Linked DNA regions of Hordeum vulgare: regions 2 and 3 are each linked to region 1. The links are chromatin contacts, called in public Hi-C maps. All regions are on one chromosome and are shown on one strand. Each heading gives the region's core, a stretch centred on a gene start, on an enhancer-like site or on the middle of the called end of the contact. The rest is flanking DNA. Distances are from core to core; before and after follow the strand shown. Region 1 holds the start of LOC123401217 (citrate synthase 4, mitochondrial-like). Region 2 holds the start of LOC123404403 (brefeldin A-inhibited guanine nucleotide-exchange protein 1-like). Region 3 holds the start of LOC123403710.

Region 1 (4,597 bases), core at 1,470-3,969:
CATCTATGACTACATATGAACTCTACAACAATACACTGAGCAGGGGGGATAGGGGACCTCGAACAGTCGAACGGCTAAGCAACTCCTTTGATAGAGCATCAACTTGCTCCTTGGTTGGCACCTGAAACAAGCAATGACCAATCAGCGCATGCTAAACACTTGAAAGTTTACAAAATAGAGGAAGAACATGGCAAACTCAACATAGAACCATGTATAACAGAAAAAAGTCAACCAAGACGTTATGTCTTCTACTGCATCAATGAACAAATTATACCTCCTATTTCCACAGACCACTAAACTAAAAAGGGGTACATGTTTCATAAGAAGTCAAACCTTTCCGGTCAAAAGAAGCCAAAGGAGACCCTCAGGTAAAGGTTCTCCATCTTTAACTGCAGCCGGCAGTACTTTCTGGCACTCTGGAATAGAGAGACCTCTAAATCGAATACCCTGAATAGGAAGTACACAAATTACAGGCATAAACAGAGATATACAGTGATGCATAACTTTAAGTATCTCAAACCAAACTAAGTACCAATACTATCAAAACTCTGCAATGAGGCAGGCATGCTAAAATATAAACCACAAGGGATTATACTCTTGTAGTCAAGCAAGTTGATGCAAAATGGATTAATCAAATTTAAACGTGAACATATCTTTTAAATCACTGTACTATGGTCAATTCTGGAAAGTGATTCATATTTCAACATAAGGTATACAATTAACACACTTATTACTACTGTAGAGGGACAGATTAAGCTCAGCTTCGGCACAAAAACTTGACTAGAGATCCCAAGATAATATAATAATCAATTTTCTAACACAAAGAGCATTCCTAGACATACATGCTAATATGTAATTTGCTCTTATTACAACACACATGGCACTACAAACGAGAGCAATAAAAGCATACCTCCTCCGGGTCAAGTAAAGATGTTTCCCAGAGCATTCCAGTCATCCCTCTCATCCCACCAAGGACCTGGAGAAAGTAGAAACATTGTTCAGAATTTGGTCGGGCATAGAAACAGAGTTTTTAAAGACAAATGTTACTAAATACATACCATGTCCACAGTTATGTTTCCAAGCTGGACCTTTCCATGCTCTGACTTAAGTTTCTTCAAGCGATCCTGTAACAAAATGCAGTCGACATGAAATAACTTTGAACCGACAGAATTATTCTTTCATAAAACAAGTGGTTAGAGCGGTGAAGACGAATCCAAGTAGCATCTCTCAAGTACATGCTCTGAATATTCTGGTTCTGTTTCTTTAAACTCAAGTGCAAAACTGAACTTTGTGAAACTAATAATATTAAGGGCATAATTGGCTAATCTTCTAATTTAATTTCATATCAGGCAGGTAACACAATCTAGTGCAACACAGGCATAATATATCTGAAACAAGGTAATTTGTTCCTTAAAGGCAGGCATAATATATCTGAAACAAGGTAATTTGTTCCTTAAAGGCGTTAAGGTATTAAATGCTACTCCTTCCCTCCCAAAATAAGTGCCTCAACCTAATAGTACAAAGTTGGAGACACTTATTTTGGGACGGAGGGAGTAGTTTGCAACAATTATTATTAGCTAGCATGTTACACCATGGCATTTGCGAAATAAAAGGTGTTCTACACTATTTGGAAGCAGAAATTAAGCATGATGTCACACAGAATCACATGAACTGACAAGGTTAACACTGGTTAAGCAAATAACAGGGGTTGATAAAAAAAGAGAAGATAAGGAATCAGATGCCACGAATACTTTCCAACTTTACAAGAGAATGCATCAGTGAGCCACAAACCTGTTGCTCCGGAATCATTTCCTGCAGCTGGGACCTAAGATCCTGCATTTTCAGGAACACAGTCAGCATCATATTTCAGAACAAACAAAAATCGCCCTCTCAAAAATCAAGCCATCAAACAGAACAGGAAGATTCTTGTCTTACGAGATCGGAAGCGCTCTGCATCTGCAGCCATCTCACACCACCAAGCGTGGTGGCATCCTGTCCCTGGCAACACGGCGGGAAAAAAATCTCAGCATTAACCAGGGCGCATCCCCACCCAATGCAACCCGGGGGTTCTGACGGATTCACTCACCATACGGGATCGCAGTCTCGAGACCGCGGCCAGGCCCCGGAAGAACGCCATGGCCGGAGCACGCTGCTAGCACAGCTGCACAGAACACGAACAAGATGGTTTCATCAGACCCTAGGGCTCCACCGAATCAACCAAAAATCCAGCACATAATCTTCTTTTTTTTACAGCGACCACGAGCACGCCCAGAAAACGCATCGTAGCATTGGCTCGTAAATTCCTCCAGAACAGAAAACAACAACGGAAAATCGCGCGGAGACGGGGCGGATCCAAAATCCCATCCGAAAAAAATACAGGGCAAGCACGGAGCACCTCGCGGGATTCCTAATGGCCGTACGTAAATTCGAAAAAAAAATCGAGAGAGACGCGATTGCACGTCGCTGCGGATGGATCAGAGGCAACAGGCGCAGATCAAACGCGCGGAGGGACGCGGCGAATTCGACAGGGAAGTTTCGGGAGTTCGGGGATGCTTACGCGTGGGGAAGGGGAAGGTGGGCGGACCGAAGGGGTCGGGGGAGGAAGCTGCGAATGCTGGAAGAGGGGCGGGTGGGGGTGGGGGTGGAGATGGAGGTGGACGGCGACGGGAGCCAGCAATTTGGAGTCGCCTTCCCCTAATAAAGCGCCGGCTCTTTTTCCTCTTCTTCCGCTCCGAGCCCCCCGGGAATGTCTATTTTGCACTCCTCCGCACGTATCGGAACCCGGAAATGTCTACTCTATTTTGCACTGGCGAGTTAATCTTTCTTTTTTCTTTATTCTCGTCGTGGACAAATTCAATAACTCCCCTTCTTCTCACTGAACGAAATGTATTTGTGTGTGTCATCGTCGACCCCTCGTGAGCAGAAGCGGCCATGGCACTTCCGCGTGTGATGCATCATTCATGAGCGACGATGAATGGAAAGCCTGGTGTAGAAGGACGGTATTATTCAATGCACCTTTTGCCACCAAACAAAGGTTGGGCCGCCCTAGCCAGGCATTTGACCACGTGAATTTTCTTTTGGGGCTTGGTTATACTAGTATTTGTGTAGAGACGTGGAAGCTGCGGGGTGGAAATCAGAAAAATTTAGAGCCAACTAATTAAACGGGGAGAGTATTTGTTACAAGATTTTAAAATCGGTTAGCAGAGGCAGCTACCGGATGGGAACGGGAAAAAATTCTAGGCTTGCTCCCCAAGATGATCAGCAGGGAACGCGACGTGTCTACACACAACTGTCGTTTTGGGTAAAGCCCAACGGCAGTATCTGATACTTCTGTGGCCCATCTAAGAGCCCACCAAATTGGCCTGGGCCTCTCGGGCCGTGGGCACCATAGCGCGCTTGCATGCCCGACGATTAAGAGGAGCGCCCCCAGAGCATAGAGGAAAGGAGGAGCGAGCGGCGGAGAGGAGAGGAGCAGCAGCCATGGCGACCACTCTCTCGTTATCTTCTCCCCTCTTCCTCGCCGCTCCTCCCAGAGGTACCTACCTCCGATGACTCCTCTCCCACTGAATTTCTCGCCATCCGGCGTAGCACCTCGGCCCGCGTACTGATTCCGATCTCAAAGCGGTAGAAATGTTGAGTTAGGCTAGGCTGGATAGGGTTTGGTTTGGCGGCTTTGGCCCTGTGTTGCTTGGGCACATGCTACTCATCTGAACAAACTCACAGTAAACTAGTAGAATCGAGTAGAGATGTTTGTTAATTTTGTTGCAGAAGAATTATTAATTCATGTCTTTCATATGTGTTTCCTGAATGAATGAAGGCAGTCCAATGTGAGGCACATCTAGTGGCATGACTTTTTGTTTTTCTTTTACATCTTCAGCTAGAGGAGGAGTGGTTTCAGCTGGTCCATCATGGAGCACTGCAAATCTGCCGTGCATGAGGAGACGTAGCCGGAAGCAGCAACGAAGCACACCAATAGTATCTCTGGTTAGCTCACAAACATCTTTGTGAAGTACTACCTCTGTTCACAAATACTCCCTCCGTTCCAAAATTTAAGACCTTTTAGAGATTTTATTAGAAAGCTACATACGGAACAAAATGAGTGAATCTACGCTCTAGAATATGTCTATGTACATCCGTATGTAGTTTATAATGCAATCTCAAAAAGGTCTTATATTTAGGAACGGAGGGAGTATAATTTTGAACTGCCAAAACGTCTTATATTTCTCGTTTAAAAAAAACGTCTTATATTTAGGAGCAGAAGATGTAGTTTACATTTCTCCGTACTGTACTCTACTTTCAATCTTCTATTTGCATTGATCTGGTAACCGATGTTGTCCTCCCCTTCTTTGCAGTTTGGGAGAAAGACCGGGAAGAAGACCACCAGAGAAACGGTTGTCCCAGAGCCAGACTATCGGCTACCGATCGCTATACTTGGTGAGCTCTGGAGGTAGTAAGTATATAGAACATCTCTGTTCTCTGGAAATGTACTTCTATGTCAACTGAAAAAAGATATATGTTGTCTGTTAGCACGGTAATATGTCCATCCATTAACCACTATTTTGTCAAAATACAGGGATATCTGGTGTGTTTGCATATG
Region 2 (4,597 bases), core at 1,490-3,989, 950 kb before region 1:
GCCTTAATGCAAGGCTACCCTGGCCCTCTATTGTTTATCATTTTTCTATAACTTGCAACATAAAAGGAATTTACTACTCGTCAGAAAGATATTTGCATACCTTTCGAAAACATTTGGTGCATCAACATCACAATCGTAGCTCACAGAGATATCAATAAGAACCTCGTTTTCGTGGTGGTTAAGCTAAGACTACAAGGTTCAGCTGAGGCAAAACACATATTCTTTTTTCCAGGTTCTGTGAGGGTAAACTGAGACTGAACTGCCGCTCGTTTACTTGCTGATCAAGGAGGTCATTTCCACTTACTCTAAGCATAGAAGGGAGAAGGTTGAAAAACTAACAAAAAAATTGTCTTCAGTCCTACTTACTTTGACTTGCCCCAGGAAACTAGGTTCAGCCCTCTATTGTTTTTCATTTTTTATAACTTGCAGGCTTGCAGCATAACTGGAATTTACTACTTATCAGGAAGGTATTTGCATACCTTTCGAAAATATTTGGTGCATCAACATCACAATCGTAGTTCACGAAGATATCAATAAGAACCTGAGACTCTTTACAGATGTCCTCCAATAAATTTAGAACTGTCATTTTCTGCAGAAAGCTAGGCTGATGTACATTCTCAAGAACCCTTAGGACAAGCATGGGAAAAAATATTCCAATTTCCTCTTTCAGCCCAGATCTAAATCTTGACAGCAAACCCACAAATATGGAGCACAAAAGCTGGAAAATACTCATTGCTGACAAGGCACTGTTTTTCAACAAGGACAAACAAAGATACTGCTTGATTGCTCCAAGGTACCTGCAGGAAAAGGAAAAAAAAAACTTCAGTATGTAAGTTTTTACTCACTTGTCAAGATCACCCTAAATTGGAATGTTCCTTTATAAAAAGAACTAAAGAAAACCTAGTAATCTCTCCTACATAATTTTATATTGACCAGAATTTGTGTGAATAGTGATATTCATATCACAACCTCAACCACACAGGCTTTCAATTGTTCTGTTGGAATTATTCCTTGCCATTTTCATGTATACACGTTCATAAATGTTAAAAGTTCCATGTGCGCTTGCAAGAAGTTCGCTGAACAAAGAGCATATTTTTACCACCACCACTTCTCCACCTTGTATTAGATGATGATCTTCTATTGTACTAGATGATGAACATCTTCTATTATCATGTTGATTATACGTATCAAAAAACTCATAAAAACATGTTGGGACGTACATAAGCAAACCCCACCTGGATCAGGGAAATAATACTATACCCTAATAAATGGGAAGGTGTGAATTCATGAGCTAGTACTAGTGTATGTTTCTGCATTGCCTATTTTATGCCTTCCTTGGCATAGTTGTTTGAGCCATCAACAATCTTGCAATTGACTGCAGTAGAAATACTTGTGCAGATAGAAAATGCAACAAGTTGAACTGTTGTTAAAATGCATATAATAAGTGAAACAAGAGCAATCGTGATCATACTTTTCATTGATTCTCCAGAATGGGCCAGCATTGTCCACGACCATCTTGAGCAACTCGAGAGATAACACCTTCCCCCGCAACAGCACCTGGTCCTCGGGGTTATCAGGTGTTGAGAACTTCATTGACAGCTTGCAGAGGTTCTTGAAGAGTGCTAACCCATCCTCCCTGATCTTGCTCATCCCCTCATCATCCTTCTCATCCACCTCAGCCATCGCCACCGGGGTCCCTGGCTCCGGGACGTCACTCCCCTCCATGGCATCATTTATAAACCCCTGTGCCACCTGCACGATGCCTGAGTCGTTGAGGCTGCGATCAGACACGTCCATCATGTCCGTGATGGACACCGTGGGCACGCGGACGTCCATGGAGTCCACCTCCACGCGCGCGAACACGATGACCAGCACCTGGGCGAGCGCCAGCTTGGCGCACATCTGGTTGGCGCCGCTGCTGCTGCTCAGGTATATGTTGTAGCAGGTCTTGAGCATTTGGCCGAGGCCGTCGCCGCGGATGGCGATGGAGGGGCAGCGCGCGGCGGCGACGAGCACGCGGAGGGTGGCGAGCTCCATGGCGTCGTCGTTGAGGGCGCCGCAGGAGAGGACGGCGGCGAGGAGCTTGGAGGCGGGGGAGTCGTCGGCGGCGGCGCCGAGGTCGCCGAGGAGAAGGCGGTGGTAGAGGAGCTTGGCGACGCAGTCGAGCGCGGGGTCGGCGACCTTGGGGGAGGCGGACTCGAGCGCGAGGATCAGCGCGTGGAGCGAGGCGGCGGCCGCGGCGACGGGCAGGCCGAGGAGCGGCGAGGGGTTGGGCGAGGTCGGGTCGGGCGAGTGGTAGGAGGAGGAGGAGAGGAGGTCGAGCGCCGACTTGGCGGCGGCGACGAGCGCCGAGTGCTTCCGCCACGCGGCGTTTTTGATGATGCGGTCGAGCGCGGGGCCGAGCACGCGGCCCGACGGGGTTGAGCCGCCCAGCGGCGCCGTGGGGGACGCCATGGCGGGAATGGGGCGCTCCCGGAGGGGAGAGAGAGGGTGGGAGGGAGGCCGCTACGCGCTGGTCTTGGCCGCGGCGGTGGTCATTGGAGGCAGAGAGATCTGAGAGGGACCGGGGGAGGAAGAGGTGTGGAACAAATGGGAATGCGAGGGAGGGAGGTGGTGACGGGCGTGTCCGTGCGTGCGCGTGGGGTGGAATGGAAGAGAGGAAGGAGGAGGGGTAGGACTGGGATTCCCGCCCCCCGCGAGGGCCACTGCCCAACTTTCCTGGGCGGAGCGTTACCCGAACTTAACTAGTGCGGTTTAGCACTCTGCTCCCTGCACTTTCTGGTATTCTCGTCGCCTCGGCTTCTCCCCTCCGAGAGTCAACCCCCTCGTGCCCTAACAGTAACAGCGGCCGCCGTGCCGCACCTCAGCGTCGCCGCCGACGACGCGCTCCCGCCCCCGCCCCCGCCCCCGTACCCTTCCCCAGCGCTTACGCCTCCCGCCCGTCACGCGCTTCGTCCCCGTCGCCGCGATACCCCGCTGACGTTCGCGATTTCGGGGTGCCGCCTGGATCCGCCCCTGGCCGATGGAGTGCGTGGTGCAGGGTATCATCGAGACCCAGGTACTGTGTCTCCTTTGTCTGTTTTGTAGAGATTCATTCATGTGTGCAGTAGCTATCCATTGCTGTTAGGGTAGTGCAAGTGAACTCTACTTGTTGCCAAAAACAAAAAAACATGTGATGTTTGACTGTTTCATACGGAATTGTAACTTGTCAAGGATGCTGTAATGCATGACTGATTTGAACAAGGAGCGGGAAAATCATATGTCAAAGCATAGGCAGAGCGACGATTTATGTGTGGTATTCATCTACTGTATTATGATTCGTCGTAGGATGGCACATCTTCTTGGTGCCTCTAGTGACATGCGCCAACTTTTGTTGATGAGACTTGGCCTTTTGTGCTCTCTTCTTGTATATGTATTTGATAAGAGTTTTGGCACACAGGCCCTTTGGCCTTTCAGGTTGCAGTCATGATTTTGGATATTGATTTTTTTTAGATGTATCCATCGCTTATGATGTGGTATCTAGAATTTCATCTTTACAGTTAAATAAATTCTCTTAGTTTGTTTTGAATATTGATTTGTTGGAGTTGTCACAACAACTATCTCCACACACTAATTTATTTATTATCTTCTCATGGGGAGGGGTCCCTTTAACTGTACTTATGTTAAGATTTAGGCTAGAAGGCGGCAGTTGCCGATCTCAAACCTGGTTAACCCTCCCTAATCTGTTCGGAAGAGGATAATTAACTTCTATTTCTTCTATAAACATGAAGTGGCATCAGAAATTTATGTTCATAAATAATGCTAGTATTGTTCATTGATTCGTTGTCTCCAACTCCCCATCACAAATTGTTAGTCACTTATCAGAATGAAACAACACGACACTTTTAACAAAAATGTCACAAAGTTGGTATTTAGATCATGCTGACCACAATATGTCCATTGCTCCACTTTGAGGGCACTACTTCTTGTATTATAATATATTAGATAGATTTGATGTACAGTTGGAGAAATCACATAATCTGTGTAGTTTGTTTACAGTAAAGGGAAATTCAGTTCCACATATTTGACTCCATTCATCTAGGGTATTTATTTCGGGTTGGAGTTGTCAGTATAACTATCTTTCTGCATTAGTTTATCAATTGCCTTCTCATGAGAAGAGTCTCTATAGCTGTAAGATTTATGATATCCCTTTATTAGGAAGAAAAAAGATAAGATGTATGCTAACCCTGGGTCCGTCAGCTACCTCGTGTTGAACTACAATTACATGTAAAATCCATTCACCTGCTGAGTTTATTTATCCCTCCTTAATGTGTGCTCCCTCCGTAAAGAAATATAAGAGCGTTCGGATCACTACTTTAGTGATCTAAACGTGCTTATATTTCTTTACAGAGGGAGTACTTAAGAAGATAATAAAGTTGTTATTTCTACCTTAAGTGTAAAGTGATATCTGAATTTCATGTTTATAGGGAGTAGATTTTTTATTGGTTCATCATCTCCATCTCCATGACAAATTTGTAGACACTCAGCATGAATTTCGAACACGAAAAAAGTATATCACAAAAATGATGGGTAGATCATGCAGACCACCATATATGGT
Region 3 (4,597 bases), core at 1,282-3,781, 900 kb after region 1:
CATTATATTATTCTGATTCAACCTGACAAAGTAAAAGGGGAATGGGACATTATAGCTTGCTGAAGGAATAAAAGCAGGAAATAATTCGATATCTGAAGTCTCGAATGTTTTATGAACAGAAACAGAAAAATAATGCTGGGCTATGGCAAACATGCATTTTAACAAGAATGACAAATTCAAAACTAGTGCATGAAAGAACTGTGTATTAATCTGCACACAACTGTGGTCTGTTGATGTCTTCAAAATTTAAAATTGACAATAAGAACAAGCCTGAAGCAACAGCACGTATTTTCTGCACAAGACAATGTATTTAATAAAGCTCACAGATGTAATTTCTGAGATGTCACTTCAAATGCACTAGCCATGGATCAAGGTGGAACATACTTACTATAATCATTATGATATTTTACATTAAAAAGACTAAAGTGGTCTATGGTCTATCACAACATAACCAGCTGGGATATAAATAATACTCCTACTAAAGAAATACAAAAAAATTGGGACGGAAATCCCTTGACTCATACTCCCCCCGTTCCTAAATATAAGTCTTTCTAGAGATTCCACTACAGACTACATACGGAGTAAAATGAGTGTCCGTAGTGAAATCTCTACAAAAACTTATATTTAGGAACAGAGGGAGTAATACAGGAACTTGAGAACTTTTGTCATCAAGGTATGGGACCACTTGCCTGATACTGCAGTAACTTCAGCTTAGAGTGTGTGTACAATTTGCATAGAATTGGTGATTCAAAGAAAAATAAGTAGGATTCACAACAAACTTCACATACCTAAATTTCTTTCTTAAAGACTAAGGATGTAACTAAAATATCAGTGCATTTGCAGTATCTTTGGTTTCAGCCAAAGGCAAATATCTAGCACTAATCAAGATATTTGTAAATCTCATGGTAAATGGACCCACAACATTGCAAATAACAGAAATCAAGTACATGATTACACATCAACTGTGAGGGTGCACTAAAGCTTGCATGTCTTGTGATGTTGTACAACTCTAGTGCCAATTAAGCCAGTTAGACAAAAAGTAAACCTTAGTACCTTACAGCCAAATCAGCATTTTGGACAATGATAATAAGATATGTTCCTGATTCAAACACGCAACTATAAACAAATCCCTGTGTAGAAGGCCGAATGCATAATGTTGTCATCTAGAAAGCAGTAGGACAAATTACCCAGTTGTGCCAAATAACCAGATAGATGGAAAAAAAGTTCCTGTGAATTTAGCTAGTATTGTACATTAGGATAGGACAAACAATTTCAATGTCTACTTGGACAGTAGTACTTCTTAAAGGCGCAAAAGAACGGAAAAAGAAAGTACTTCCTACTTACCACAGAATACAGATGATCATCATAACAGGCACAGCGAGGACAAGCTTGGTACTATCTGTGAAAATAATAATAATGAGATCGTATGAAAATTTCAAATGTAACTCTACATATCAACTTCATATGTCCCTCCCTCCTTGCCTCTCTCTTTCTCTCACACACAGTCTAAACATAATAAATCAGCCAAAAAAAACAAATATTATAGCAAGCAATACATTGTTTTTATTTTTGGCTCCAAACTTATGTAGGGACTAGGGAGGTAAGGTGTAAATAATATGCCCTAGAGGCAACCCTAGGGTTGATTATATTTCATTGTATTCATGAATTTTCAGATAGTTTGTTCACAGAATAATATCACCACAAGTATGTGACTTATTTGTGAATACTCCATGTTTACGTTTACAATGTTTATTTTAAACTGATCATCAAACATTAAACGTACGAGATTCGTATTTCATGATTATAGACATGGAAATATTAAACCAACAACACAGACACACGTTCGAGGGTGTGGCACCCGCAGCCACTATGAAACAACACAAGAACATTGTACTCTTCGTGTCAATGGCTGGTCTTACAAACAATGTGTGCTCAAGATGTGTAATTAGTAATAGGGGACATGGCTCTAATCTTCAAGCAAAAAAGGTACCCGTATCCCCTAGGACCCTTTTTTTTTGTCCGCGACAGAGAACAGCTCTCTTCATCTGCAGACACACACGCATGTTCAGACAAGTTTATGCCCTCAAAACACTTCGGTCTTACCCCAGCCCTAGTTCAGCCTCGAGACGCCACGGCGGGGGTTCAAGCAAACGACGAGCTCCCCGGCCCAAGTTCGGCAACGCATCACTGGACACGCGCACCCGCATCGCCACTCACCCCGCAGCAGCCCCGCGCGTGAACCATTCACCGGTCCGCGTTGATTAGGGTTTCGTTGAGTTCCGAGAAAAAAGGATTGCGTGGCCTCAACGACAGGGAGAGGGGGCGGCGCGTACCTAATCGACGGCGGAGGCGGCGGGGGCCGGGCCTGGACGCGAGCCTCCGGCGAAGGGAGGCGGGCGACGCCGACGAGGAGGAGGAGAAGGGCGGAAGGGTTTGCGGTTTGCGCTCGAAATCTGACGAAGGGGGGCGGGCGGCTCTGGTGAGCGAACGGCGGCCGAGCAAATGAGTACTCGCGCTTGTGAGCGAACGTGAGGTCAAGGGGTTAAGGGGTTGGAGCCCAAACTAGGTATGGATCCGGGTGGTGTCGGGTGCGAGAGCGAGCCCGTCACAGAGGTCCTGGTGGGGTCTCTGACGGGGCCGTACCCATGCGCCAGATTTTGACGGGGTTTTGGACTTTGGCTCCAATTACAGTAAAAATTGTTTCTTTATACCATCCACTTACCTAACCGAAGATCTGGCATTCAACCCGCGAGGGTAAGTTCGAAGAAATAAAAATCTCCGCATTCACCCAACTGTGTGTAACAATAAAATAAAAATCTGCGATTCACCCAAGAGATCGGGCATCTAATAGGGGACTCACCAAAGGTAAACGTTTACCGCCCGTGCGCCGGCGGAACGCTTCGGCCGGACGCACGTGCGCCGGCGGAACGCTTCGGCCGGACGCACGCGTGTCATTGATCTCGCGCGCTCCTCCCCATCCTGAACGGTCCGCGATTTTCTCCCCATCTCGAACGGCTCGCGCGTTGCGCCGCATCATCCGCGCGTCCCAGCGCCGCCGTCGTCGCTGCGCCGGTCCCTGCCCCCATCGGCCCGCCCGAATCGTCAGTTCCCGCCATCGTCGACCGCCCGCATCGTCGGATCCAGCTTTCGCCCGTCGTCCTCGTCGTCTGCCCGCCATGGCCGGGACGCACGTATACAAGTGTTTACAAAACGTCACTCAAAATTGCTGCAACGGCTATTTAGAAAAGCTTCAACCGTTGATTAAAAAAGCTGCAATCATACATATAAAAAGCTGCAAGGCAAATCATACTTTTCGTCGTGAAGTTTTTGGTTGAAGCTTTTTTTTTAAACGGTTGAAGCTTTGCTATACACGGTTGAAACTTTTTGAGGAGTGACCACGCGAGATGCTGCAGTCGGAGCGGCGTTTGAAACTTTTTTCATACACGGTTGAAGTTTTTTCTGTCAACGTTTGCAACTTTCCCTCGTGAAGTTTTTGGTTGAAGCTTTTTTTTAATGGTTGAAGCTTTTTCTACGCACGGTTGAAACTTTTTATCCATCGTTTGCAACACAGGGGGTGAGATGCGACCGAAACGAGGTGAAGACCGACGAGGTGAAGACCGACGGGCTGCATCCATGGTGCTTTCGACAGGCGGCCGAGGCGACGACCGGCGGCGACCGACGATGAGGGCGACCAGCGGTGAGGAGGCGAGGCGGTCGGCGCGTGCTGGGGCATCGGCGGGGGGCGAGGCGCGTGCTGGGACGACAGCGCGTGCGAGGATGACCGGGCGGTGGGGGCTCGCGCGAGCAGATCTGACGGTCAGGGGGGCCTGATCCCACGGCTGTTGCGCGACCGGCGCTAGCCTTCGGGCCGGCGCGCCGACGCCTAGCACTGGCCCTCATCAAATCGTTCTCGAATGTTTGGACCAAGACGGCTTAGCTAATTAGGCTCAGCCGGTCTGGACGTTTGAATTCCGCTAGGCCGGTTCCAAATCAATAAAGCTCGGGGAGTCCACATATGTGTCTCTTAACATTTTTGTCTCACACAAAATCTTATTTAAAGTCGTGGCTTTTATAAATATGACATTCGCCTTTGTTTTATACATTTGATCCTAGAGATCGACACTGAGATGTACCCCTCCCCCCCTCCCTCTCGCCCTCGATGCTCCTCCGACCTTGTTGGGCTACCGTCATCATAGTCCCCCGAATTTGGTCGTGGTCCAGGTACCATCCACCTTTATCGATGTCGTTCATAGCAGACATCGTGGCCAGCAAGAGTTCAGACAATGCCATACTGCCGTGTTTTTAAATGTTCTTGTTGTTTACTTTGAAGCAAATATGTTGGATTCAAACGTGATGTTGACCCAACCTTAAGGCGAGATTCGATTTGTTCTTGCGTCCGATCTTTCATAACAACAACAACCCCTCCCCCTCCCCCTCCCCTTCAGTGCGAGTAACCTCTTGCCCGACACATGCAATGTATACGAAGGTTGCTCCAAAACTTAGGGTTTTTTCGCACAACTTACGGCAAAACTCGGTATGGTAACCCTGAAAACACATTTGTCTATTTTCATAAAACATAACCTAATTTTTTCATGAT

Evidence for each region. Hi-C and Micro-C count contacts between places; a contact is called where the count stands out from the background.
Region 2: a Hi-C map of seedling shows a contact between it and region 1, with 5 times the contacts expected there. The contact joins the promoter of LOC123404403 here to the promoter of LOC123401217 in region 1. A contact is called at or near these places in 2 of 6 Hi-C or Micro-C datasets (leaf and seedling).
Region 3: a Hi-C map of leaf shows a contact between it and region 1, with 3 times the contacts expected there. The contact joins the promoter of LOC123403710 here to the promoter of LOC123401217 in region 1. A contact is called at or near these places in 2 of 6 Hi-C or Micro-C datasets (leaf and seedling).

What each region holds. Positions count from the first base shown.
Region 1 is chr6H:153,070,392-153,074,988 of MorexV3_pseudomolecules_assembly, reverse strand. LOC123401217 (citrate synthase 4, mitochondrial-like) reads right to left here and starts at 2,719. Exons shown (of 20, transcript XM_045094955.1): 1 at 2,558-2,719; 2 at 2,087-2,161; 3 at 1,936-1,998; 4 at 1,792-1,833; 5 at 1,059-1,124; 6 at 911-976; 7 at 334-447; 8 at 58-121. The coding sequence starts at 2,137. It overlaps LOC123403566, which reads left to right and starts at 3,423. Exons shown (of 8, transcript XM_045097492.1): 1 at 3,423-3,535; 2 at 3,878-3,984; 3 at 4,353-4,434; 4 at 4,574-4,597. The coding sequence starts at 3,481.
Region 2 is chr6H:154,020,431-154,025,027 of MorexV3_pseudomolecules_assembly, reverse strand. LOC123404403 (brefeldin A-inhibited guanine nucleotide-exchange protein 1-like) reads right to left here and starts at 2,739. Exons shown (of 12, transcript XM_045098327.1): 1 at 1,472-2,739; 2 at 480-797. The coding sequence starts at 2,454. LOC123404404 (mediator of RNA polymerase II transcription subunit 18) reads left to right here and starts at 2,971. Exons shown (of 5, transcript XM_045098328.1): 1 at 2,971-3,058. The coding sequence starts at 3,023.
Region 3 is chr6H:152,168,423-152,173,019 of MorexV3_pseudomolecules_assembly, reverse strand. It overlaps LOC123403710, which reads right to left and starts at 2,531. Exons shown (of 3, transcript XM_045097622.1): 1 at 2,334-2,531; 2 at 1,345-1,399.